3 separate regions of the Mus musculus genome follow, and all the other regions are linked to region 3. The links are chromatin contacts, called in public ChIA-PET and promoter capture Hi-C maps. All regions are on one chromosome and are shown on one strand. The core of a region is the stretch at or near the end of the contact, and the rest is flanking DNA. Distances in the headings are between cores, read along the strand shown.

The links. ChIA-PET counts read pairs in DNA pulled down with a chosen protein or histone mark. Capture Hi-C pulls out chosen DNA fragments and counts their contacts.
Region 1: a contact with region 3 is called in a promoter capture Hi-C map of adipose tissue. The contact joins the promoter of Mapk8ip2 here to the promoter of Selenoo in region 3. A contact is called at or near these places in 4 of 39 promoter capture datasets (hippocampal neurons, liver and second pharyngeal arch cranial neural crest), 7 of 484 Hi-C or Micro-C datasets (CD4 T cells, CD8 T cells, erythroblasts and 4 more) and 2 of 9 other capture datasets (adipose tissue and liver).
Region 2: an RNA polymerase II ChIA-PET map of memory CD8 T cells shows a contact between it and region 3, with 438 read pairs. The contact joins the promoter of Sco2 here to the promoter of Selenoo in region 3. A contact is called at or near these places in 13 of 39 promoter capture datasets (the C10 cell line, the HPC-7 cell line, cranial neural crest and 8 more), 1 of 15 datasets of contacts at CTCF or cohesin (large pre-B cells), 11 of 484 Hi-C or Micro-C datasets (the AML12 cell line, CD4 T cells, the CH12 cell line and 7 more), 13 of 115 datasets of contacts at active chromatin or transcription factors (the 230-238 cell line, the SCID.adh cell line, T-cell acute lymphoblastic leukemia and 8 more) and 5 of 9 other capture datasets (adipose tissue, embryonic stem cells, liver and 2 more).

The regions. Positions count from the first base shown.
Region 1 is chr15:89,452,059-89,455,169 of GRCm38.p6, reverse strand. Mapk8ip2 (mitogen-activated protein kinase 8 interacting protein 2) reads right to left here and starts at 1,259. Exons shown (of 12, transcript NM_021921.3): 1 at 885-1,259. The coding sequence starts at 949.
Region 2 is chr15:89,372,024-89,375,268 of GRCm38.p6, reverse strand. Sco2 (SCO2 cytochrome c oxidase assembly protein) reads left to right here and starts at 1,378. Exons shown (of 3, transcript NM_001111288.2): 1 at 1,378-1,586; 2 at 1,667-1,846; 3 at 2,804-3,245. The coding sequence starts at 2,820. It overlaps Ncaph2 (non-SMC condensin II complex, subunit H2), which reads right to left. Exons shown (of 20, transcript NM_001115132.2): 20 at 2,419-3,245. Tymp (thymidine phosphorylase) reads left to right here. Exons shown (of 11, transcript NM_138302.2): 5 at 144-273; 6 at 394-512; 7 at 856-1,018; 8 at 1,107-1,337; 9 at 1,446-1,586; 10 at 1,667-1,846; 11 at 2,804-3,245. The coding sequence ends at 1,824.
Region 3 is chr15:89,087,077-89,090,421 of GRCm38.p6, reverse strand. Selenoo (selenoprotein O) reads right to left here and starts at 1,384. Exons shown (of 9, transcript NM_027905.3): 1 at 757-1,384. The coding sequence starts at 1,313.

The sequences.
Region 1 (3,111 bases), core at 10-2,509, 360 kb before region 3:
AGGGTCAGAAGGCCACCTGACCTAGGCTCCTGGCCTGAGAGCTGATCCTGAGGACATTGGTGGGAAAGGTCCAGCTCCCAGGGCCCCCAGCTCCCATGCTAAAGCCGTGTCGTTTTTTGACCCCAGGCACTGCTCTCCCCTGGGTCCCCTCCTCCACCACAGGGAATGAGCCCAGAGGAGGCATCCCTCCACAAACCCCTCCCACTCCTTTTCAGCTCAGCTCCCAGCCCCTGTGGGTCACAGCTTCAGCCTCAGGGGAGATACCTTGAACCAACGGGGGGGGGGGGGGGGAGGGGGGGGAGCTGCGACAACAGGAGAGGGAGGGGTCCAGCTGTTCCCCATCCACTCCTACACAGAAACAGGCCTACATCCAAACATCCAGCCCCTCCAATCCCAACTTCCCCATCTCACCCCCAGAGCTTCAAGCTTGATTTCACTCTCTGCCGTCCTGGGGGGAGGGGGGGTTGGGAGGGAAGAGGGCTAGGGGCAAGGCCCTAGCCTTTATGGAAGGAGGCATAACAAGGCCAAAAGGACACTGGCAGGAACAGACTAGGTGCTGAACACCCTGCCTAAAATCCCTCAAAGGGTCAATCGAGAGACCGCACCCTTGCTAGGTCATCGGTCCTGGCTGGGTGCGGTTCGGTATCCCAACAAGAAAAGTGAATGTGTATCTCTGTGTGGGGGTGGGAAAGGGGGGGGGTTGCCATTGGGTCTGCGCGACAAGGAGCAAACACCGAAGGACCCGGAGCCCAGGGTGGGGGATGGGAGCATCAGTCAGAGGCCTGCAAACCAAGGAGGCGCCCTGGCCTGGGTAGTTGAAGTCGATGGGGTGGAGTGGCAGGCCGAAGAGACCTACGTGAAGATGAGACCCGCCGAATGCGTACCTGCAGCCGGGAGGCGACAGCGAGTGAAAGGTGGAGAGAGAAAACATCTCCGCGCGATCCGCCATCTTCCCTGGAACCGCCGGCCGGCAGCGAGGGGGAGGGGTGAGGAGCACCGCGCGCCCTTGGTGCTCAGGCTCGCGGCCTCTGTCTCCCCACTCACCTCGTGACACGCCCTGCGACACCCGTCGGCGACACACCTCAGCGCCCTGCCAGGACACCGCGGCAGCAAGCCGCGCCGCAGGGGTGAGGGGAGGGAGTGGCGCAGGGCGGGGCCTGAGGTGGGGGCGGAGGAATGGGGGTCGAGCCGAGAAAGGATGCGGGATGCGAGGTGGTGGTGGTAGCGGTGGTGGTGAGATTCTGGTCGGGAGAGCTGGCGGGCGGCTTGCGTGGTCCTAGCGTGGAATAGGCGAGAAGGGATAGGTGGAAGCAGAGACACGCTGGTAGACCAAAGGTTTCTGCAGGAGCCGAGAGAGGTGCGGGGGAAATGGGTGCGGTAGACCCAGGAGCCAGGACCAACGCGGCCCGGGAATGCGCGCCTCTGGTTACAGCGGTGTGCAGTGCTCCTGGGAGGTGGACTGCTCGTGGAGGGGTGATGGGCGAGGACTTAGGAACAGCGTTCATGCCCCGGCAAATTCGAAAAGCAGAGTTGGTCAGGAACCCACCAGACCTCCTAACCCACCAGACCTCCTAATCCACCAGACCTCCTAACCCACCCAGACCTCCTAACCCGCGCTAGACCTACTAACCCGCTAGACTTCCTAACGGGTGGCAGAGGGAGCTGTCCACCCGAGGGTGCTGATCAGAGCTCGTCGGAGCTGTTCTCCACTGGGTGCTGATGAGGTCAAAAGAAACTTCTCCTTAAGATTTGCTGACTCCAGCTATTATCCTGACAGTGCTAATGGAACCGGGACAGTGACTCTGTCTCAAAGGATGTGAAGAGGTCTGGAATCAGAGTCCAGCATTCAGAAGCCAACATTGAACTTTCTCTGTGTGGTACAGACTTGAAGATCCTGGGCAGAGATAGTGGTGGACACTAGAAGTTGAGGCTATGTTCATCAACTGAGCAGCTGTTTCTTGGGGCCACCTATGCTCTTGGCTCTGTTTTGAGTATGGAAAACCTCCAAGTTGAGGCATAGGCTTACTAAGAAGTTCTGTGTAGAGAGGCAGGGCAGAAATGGAGCCAATTGTGAAGTGAGGCAGAAGATCAAAGTAGTGATGGACAAGCTAGAGAAGAAGGGGTAGGGAGCCTCACACTGGAATTAAGTTTTGAAGGAAGAAAGAGACACTAGAGTGTTACGGCTGGAAATCACAGAGCAGAAGGGACTCAGATAGTCAGGTGAGACACCCTGCTCAACCAGTTTCTTAATTTCTGAATTGCCAACGAGTGTGACTTCTCCAGGCTTTCTCGGAATTCACTGGAATTGTACAACCCTGAACTCATCTCAGACTATAACCCCACACAAGCCTCTCTCTTATCAAATGATCACACCCAGATTCCAAAAGCATAGACAACCCCGGGAGGGGTTACCTCCCACTTCTCCTGTGGGGTTTCTCGTTGGCTCCAAGAGCACAGATTCTCCAGACTTAAGATCTAAGAGTGGTTACCCATCTTCATTTAGCCACCAACGTTCCGAACATGAGGCAATTATTCAATGCACCAGAACTCAGTTTCTCCATCTGAATAAAGGTCCTGTGACACACATAAACCCCGGGCACAGTGATTTATTAACAATCACTTAACATCTATCCTTCTAAATGCACAGTCGGGCATAGTGGCTCCTGTCTTTAATCCTGGCATGCAGAAAGCAGAAGCAAGTGGTTCTCTGTAAGCTTAGACTACATAGTGAGTTCAAGGCCAGCCAGGGCTGCAGAGTGAACACACACACACACACACACACACACACACACAGAGAGAGAGAGAGAGAGAGAAATGATGTATGAGAGGGTAGCAGTGACTCGCATACCTTTCTTACCGGAGCAGACTTTGAGAGAGCCTCCTGACCGGCTGGCATTGGCTTGGAGCCCTCTTATCTATCATGCTCAATGTTTCCCAACTTCACTGTTTTAATGTTAACGTTCCCTCTTGCCTCAACATCCATTGCTACTGCAACACTGACAAGTCCCTGTCTTCTTCAGCTGCACGCAGAACATCTCCATTGCTGGTGTTCTGAGGCTTCAATCCAGTGTATCTTCGTGTAGATTTATTTAACATGTCTTCTCTGCCTGA
Region 2 (3,245 bases), core at 129-2,628, 280 kb before region 3:
GTCATAACTAATCGGGATCCTTGGTAGGTTAGCCATCAGAACCATACTGACTCTCGCTGGCCATGTTTTGAACTTCTGTTGGGTCAGTGGTCAGGGCCAGTGGGTGGGTCCGTCCCTAGAAGTTAATGAAGGTGTCTGAGCAGATGCTGCACATCCTTGAGGAAGTCGGCTGCTGCATTGTCGGCCAGAGTGCAAAGCTGGTTCCTGCTGATGGGATCCTGTATGCTGCACGAGATGTGACAGCCACTGTGGACAGTGTCCCACTCATTACAGGTGACCTGAAACGGGGTACCCTGACTGACAGACAGTCCGCTAGGCACTGCCGCTTTTCTCAGAGAGGCAACTCTTCCTGTGCCCAAGTATACCCTGGGATGATGTTTCTGGTCTTCGCAGCTTCAATCCTCAGTAAGAAGGCCGTGGAGGGACTGTCCACTCTGGTGGTAGATGTTAAGTTTGGGGGAGCTGCAGTCTTCCCAGACCAGGAGAAGGCCCGAGAACTGGCAAAGATGTTGGTGAGCCGTGCTAGGCCACAGTGCCCTTTCTATGAAGGGACATGAGCCTCACATTCCGTCCTATCCCTGCCTCTGCCCACTCAACAGTCCTGGAAGAATAAAACGGCAATTCCTCTTTCCAGCCCTCCTACCCTATCCAATCAAAGCTGTCCTGACTGCGGACCTGGGGAAATCCTCCACAGAACCCCCGCCACTTAGGGCAACCAACCAGAACACCCCCATCCCCTCTGAGGCCTGGCAGTGTTGGTTTCTGATCTCTAACCTAAGCCTTTACTGACACCTTAACCCAGGGACAGCAGGTATGGGATTTGATAATGCCGGATACTGAATAATGCCTCCCCAGGTTAGAGTGGGAGTGAGCCTGGGGCTGAAGGTCGCCGCAGCCCTGACCGCCATGGATAACCCTCTGGGCCGCAGCGTGGGCCATACCCTGGAGGTGGAAGAAGCGTTGCTTTGCCTGGATGGTGCGGGGCCGCCGGATCTGCGGGACCTGGTCATTAGGCTAGGTGAGAGGGCTGGAGTTAAGACCACCAGTTTGTATGCCAGGAGCTCTCAATCCCTGCAGCTTCTGAGCTCCACCCCGCCCGCCAGCAGGAGGCGCCATTCTTTGGATTAGCGGACAGGCGGAAACACAAGACCAAGGCGCCGCCCGAGTGGCCGCGGCGTTGGATGACGGCTCCGCGCGGCGCCGCTTCCAGCTGATGCTTTCGGCGCAGGGCGTGGACCCCGGCCTAGCTAAAGCATTGTGCTCCGGGAGCCCCACGCAACGCCGGCAGCTGCTGCCTCACGCCCGAGAGCAAGAGGAGCTGCTCGCACCGGCAGACGGTGAGACCGGATATCAACGGCACCAGATCCCACCCACTTCCTCTCCCGATCTTTCCTGGTCCTGGCACGTGCCTCCAGTAGGTTCTCAGTGTCCACCCTCTCCCTTAGGCATTGTTGAGTGCGTCCGAGCGCTGCCGCTGGCCCGTGTGCTGCACGACCTCGGAGCCGGACGCAGCCGAGCGGGGCAGCCGATCAGACCGGGAGTGGGTGCCGAGGTACTGGTCGACGTGGGCCAGTGTTTGTCCCGAGGTAAGCGCTGTCTGGAATCCATAAACAACCCTTCCGGTCGCCCGCTGTGACCTAGGTAACCGCCTCTGTCGCTCGCGCAGGGACACCCTGGCTCCGCGTGCACCTAGACGGCCCTGCGCTCAGCAGTCAGCAGCGACGCACTCTCCAGGGGGCGCTCGTGCTATCAGATCGAGCACCCTTCAAGGTCCCTTCACCCTTCGCTGAACTTGTCCTCCCACCGACCATCGCACAGCCCTAAGTCTCGAACCCAGCTCAGCCAGGTGAGTTCAGTTGGGCAAGTCCTCCCCCAAGGGGTGGGACTGGGTGAGGACGCTGTTAACATGTGGCCTCATACTCTGCTGCTACTGCTTCATCTAGCTTATCACATGAGCTAGAGACCTTCTGAGGCCCAGAAAATGGACATATTGGGAATATTTGCCAGTCCCATCTTCTCGGACTGGTCCTAGCTCAGGGCTGATGGTGCCCTGGACGTATCCTCCATCTCATAAGAGATCCAGGTTGTAGCCACACGGGGGCAACATACTGGGGGAGCCCAGTAGGCTGGATGCCAGTGGCTCTAAATGCTAGTTGTAACAACCTTCCCTGGGGAGAGGGGGGGGGGGGAGGATGAAGGGAGATGGCAGGGCTGAGGGACTGCAGAGGGGCAGGGTACGGCATCCAGTTAAGTGCAGAGGAGTCTGCCTGCCCAGGAAGGTGAAGGTCAGACAGTTCAAGGCACAGTGGGCTGAGCTGTGTTACATTACAGAAAACAAGCTGGAGGCACTTGTTTTCTGCTGAGCCCCAGATTACCCTGAAGTGACCCTAAAGCTAGAAAGGATCACCTCTTAAAGGTGGTCAGCCAGAGGATCAACAGCCTCCCTATAAAGAACAATTTATTGTAAATAGACACATGCATCCCAGTGCCCAGGCAAAGCATATTCGCGGTGCTTCCAAGAATCCACAGGGAGGCTTGGCAGTTGTGGCGTGGGTTCTCCAGAGGTTGGGGTCATGAGGCTGAGACTCCCTGGTTAAAGACGTAGGTTAGAGCAAACCAGCTATGGACTTTTGGTGTTGCCTGGACTGCATGCAGCTTACGGCAGAGCAGTTCTGAGTTGAGACGAGCCGGTGCAGGCAGCTAGATAACCTGCTTGAATGTGGGGCAGATGCTTGTCCAGCAGCGGAGGCCTAGACATCTTGTCCATTCTTTTCTGACTTTTGCCACCTTTGTTCTTTTCCAGGAGCTTCAGGTCCACGATGCTACTGGCTCTAGGGCCCAAAGCTTGGCCCAAGCTCTCTCAGTTCAAACCCCTCCTCAGGATCTCAGGAGGTGAAACTCTGCATAGAAATTCCCGACACTGGGCAGGGCAGGGCCAGCGCCAAGGCCCTGGGCTAAGAACTAGACTGCTGATCACAGCCCTGTTTGGGGCTGGGCTAGGCTGGGCCTGGCTGGCCGCGAGGGCTGAGAAGGAACAGTGGCGCCAACAGCAGCGTACAGAGGCCCTGCGCCAGGCTGCTGTGGGCCAGGGTGACTTCAGCCTACTAGACCACAAAGGCCAGCCTCGATGCAAAGCCGACTTCCGAGGCCAGTGGGTGCTGATGTACTTCGGTTTTACTCACTGCCCTGATATTTGCCCCGATGAGCTGGAAAAGCTAGTGCAGGTGGTGCGGAAGCTAGAGGCG
Region 3 (3,345 bases), core at 135-2,634:
CCTGTTCCAGGGGTTCAACTCTCACACATGCAGGCAAAACACCACTGTACAAAAAAAGGGGGGGGGGGAGGAGGAGGAGGAGGAAGAAGAGTTGTTCCTTTGGGCCTGTATGGTTTTGGATCCACGACTGTATTGGACACTTGTGGTACTCTCCATTGGAAAACAAGAACTATCCACTCGTGTGTGTGGGTGGGTGGGTGCATGTGTGCGCGCGCACGATTAGAACTGACAGGCTTGGGAGAATGGTCACAGAGAAGGTGGGTATAAGAACGGATTGTGCCCACAGTCCCTAGACAGTGCGTAGAGTCTGCTAGAGGCTGGGCAAGTTGAGGAAGCATACTGTTTAAGTATGGTTCCAGATAATAGGTCTGGATACCAGCCCAATGCATTGCTTCTGAAAACTAGACTCTGGGCAAGATGTTCAGCAAACAGTATCATTCGGGGAACTGGTTCCAAAGTCCGCGTTGTGTTTCTGAAAACACATCGGACAGCCATTAGAGGTGTGTCCCCTCCACCTGACAGAATTGGCAGATGGAGAGAGATCTCTCTGAGTGTCAGCCAGAGAGTAAGCCCGTTCTTGCCACTCGGCCCTTCCCTGCCAGTTTCTTTGTCTTCCTCCACCTAGGTCCTAACCATTCATGGAGTTTGGACGTAGGGCTGTCCCTACCCGGGCGAAAGCGCCACTGGGCACCTTCCCTTTTCACCCACGCGCGCAGAAGGGTGTCGCCTCCGGGAAGTTCTCCGGGAGTTCCGCACCTGGAGAAGGGCGTGGGGCCGGCGCCTTTGAGCTGCAGCTCCCAGCGCTCGCCGGCCGCTGTGCACACCTCGCCCAGGTACATGGCGGCACCGTCGCCCAACTGCCCAGCGAACTGACCGAACTGGTGTCCACAGTAGCAGTGCGCGGCGGGCTCGGTGCCCGGCAGCAGCGCATTGCCGCTGAAGAAGAGCGCAGCTTCGGCCTCGACCTCGGCCTCCTCGCTGGCCTCGAGCCCCAGCAAGGCCAGCGCGGGCTCTGACAGCGCCACCAGGCGCGGCCGCCGTAGCGGGGCCGGCCGCGCACGGCTGAAGCAGGCTCCGGGCACCGGCCGCGGGGTGGCCAGGGAGTCCTCCGGCCCAGGCGGCGGCGTCTCCACCGGCAGCTCACGCAGGGCGCGGTTGTCAAAGCGCAGCCCTGCCAGCCAACGCGGCGTGGGCTCCATAGCTGCAGCCCAGGCGGACCGGGGCGCGGACGACGGAAGCGCGAGACCGACGCACCGTGGCCGGGTTCGGGCAACCGCGAGCGAGGCCCCGACCGCGGCCCTGACAGAGGCCATTCGCCGCCTCGCCGGAAGCCTGCTCGCCCCGACCGGAAGTTTTCCCCCACCCAGTTAGGGGCTGGTGGGAGGCACGCCCAGAAGCTTGGTTCTGATTGGTCGCCTCTCGTTTGTCCACTTCCAGGCTACGAGCCGTCGCAGAGGGTGGACCTAAGATGCTGTTTAACTTCTGGCACCTGTGCACCAGGCCAGCCGAGGTCCGAAGCTCCCACCCAGGTGACATATGCCAGACTGGACTACTCCAAGTGTGCCTACAGGCTGAGTGATGTCCCTAAAAAACTACCAGGCCCCCTCACCCCTTAACTAGAGGTGAAGCCAAGGCCATTCCCTGGGTGCTGTGGGTTTGAGTGGTACTGTCCATCACATGCATAGAAACAGACATGGAATCTTTTGACTGTTTTATTCAGACAGCTAACAATCTAAGACAGTAGTTTAGCATCCTAAAGATGTGTCTTTCATCTCCTCTTTATCCAGCCGATTATATAGGTAAGTAAACAAAGCCAGGCAGTCATTTCAAAGTTTACTCTCGCCTCTCTGGTCAATCTTGTCTTAGATTTATGGTGCTGATGCTTTGCTCTCCATCATCTCCTCTCTGTAGCAGGGTTTGCAAACACTAAGAACCCGAGTCCTGCATCAGCTGTTTATATGACACTATTAACGTGTGTGTGTGTGTGTGTGTGTGTAGATCCCTTTTTAAAATAAAGTACAAATATGTTTTTATAATGTGGAATATGCAGTGCCCTGCCACTAGGACAATTTTTCCTCATCTGTTCTGTCCAGAGAAGGGCCAGAAGTCCTGGTAATATTCTTGGGATCCATGGGCTAGGTGGGAATTGGCCACCCAAGATTTGCTACAGGAATAATTTGGCTGGGCAATGGTTCCAGCTGGGATTCTGAGCCTATCTGAAACCTGGCTCTGCATGCATGCTAGGTCCTCTGTCCCCAAGTCCTTCCCTATTGGTGCCTCAAGTTGTATTTCCCTTGTACACAGCATCTCTCCCTGAAGTGATAGCATTTCCTTCTCTCTCCATTCTGTGCCTGTCACTTGCAATCTAGGTGGCTATGGATCTTGGTGGTGGAGAGGTAGGCAGCATCCAGTGCTCAGGAAAACCTGTTAGTTTCAAACAGGAGACTCTGAGCACAAATGCACGCATTCCTTCCTGGCAGTCTTTCTCCTTTTCAGCCTTTCTTCAGTTCTACACCTCAAGAATTCATCTCTGGAAATTTTCCTAGGGCCATAGTGGGCTTCTAAAACTACAATGAGGCCAGATGTGGTGGCACATGCCTTTGATCCCAGCACTTGGGAGGCAGAGGCAGGTGGATCTGAGTTCACGGCCAGCCTGGTCTACAGAGCGAGTTCCAGGACAGCCAGGGCTACACAGAGAAACCTTCTCAACAAAACAAAAACTGAACAAACAAGAAAATCCACTCCCCCCCTCCCCCCACACACAGAAAAACAAAAATCCTGCAATGAACCCAAATGTGGCCCTGGAGCTGTTCGATCACTGTCAAATCCCCTCTCCCTCTGCATGGGCGGTGAGAAGGTGGGTAGGTGTTGTTTTCTGTGACAGAGCCTGTAGTATCTTAGCCTTGGCCAGAGCATGTGTTCTTCCTGCTGCCACTAACACAGACGTCACTGACTACCCTCAGGGTCTGCCTTGCTCTGGCCTGGCAATGATATACAACTCTTTCAGCCTCAATGCTCCTAACACAGGCAAGAACAACCTACCTTAAGGATCTTCTGATCCACTCCTACATTCCTCCCCCTCTCCCACTGCCAGGCAGTAAAGTGTGAACCAGAGGGTGTACAGGTGCTGAGCACATGTAAGGCTCATCTTGGCTGGCACACAGATAACCTTGCTAGGCACTAGTGAGCACCAGGGTCCAGCCTCTATACTTTGCTAAGGTGGGTAGTATGTCCCCTGGCATGCAGGAGTACCCCCAGCATCCTGCAGACCTGGGGACAGATGACAAAAGAGGAAGCCAGTGCCCCATCGCCTGAGTCCCATTTCCATACACTTCACAAAGCGGG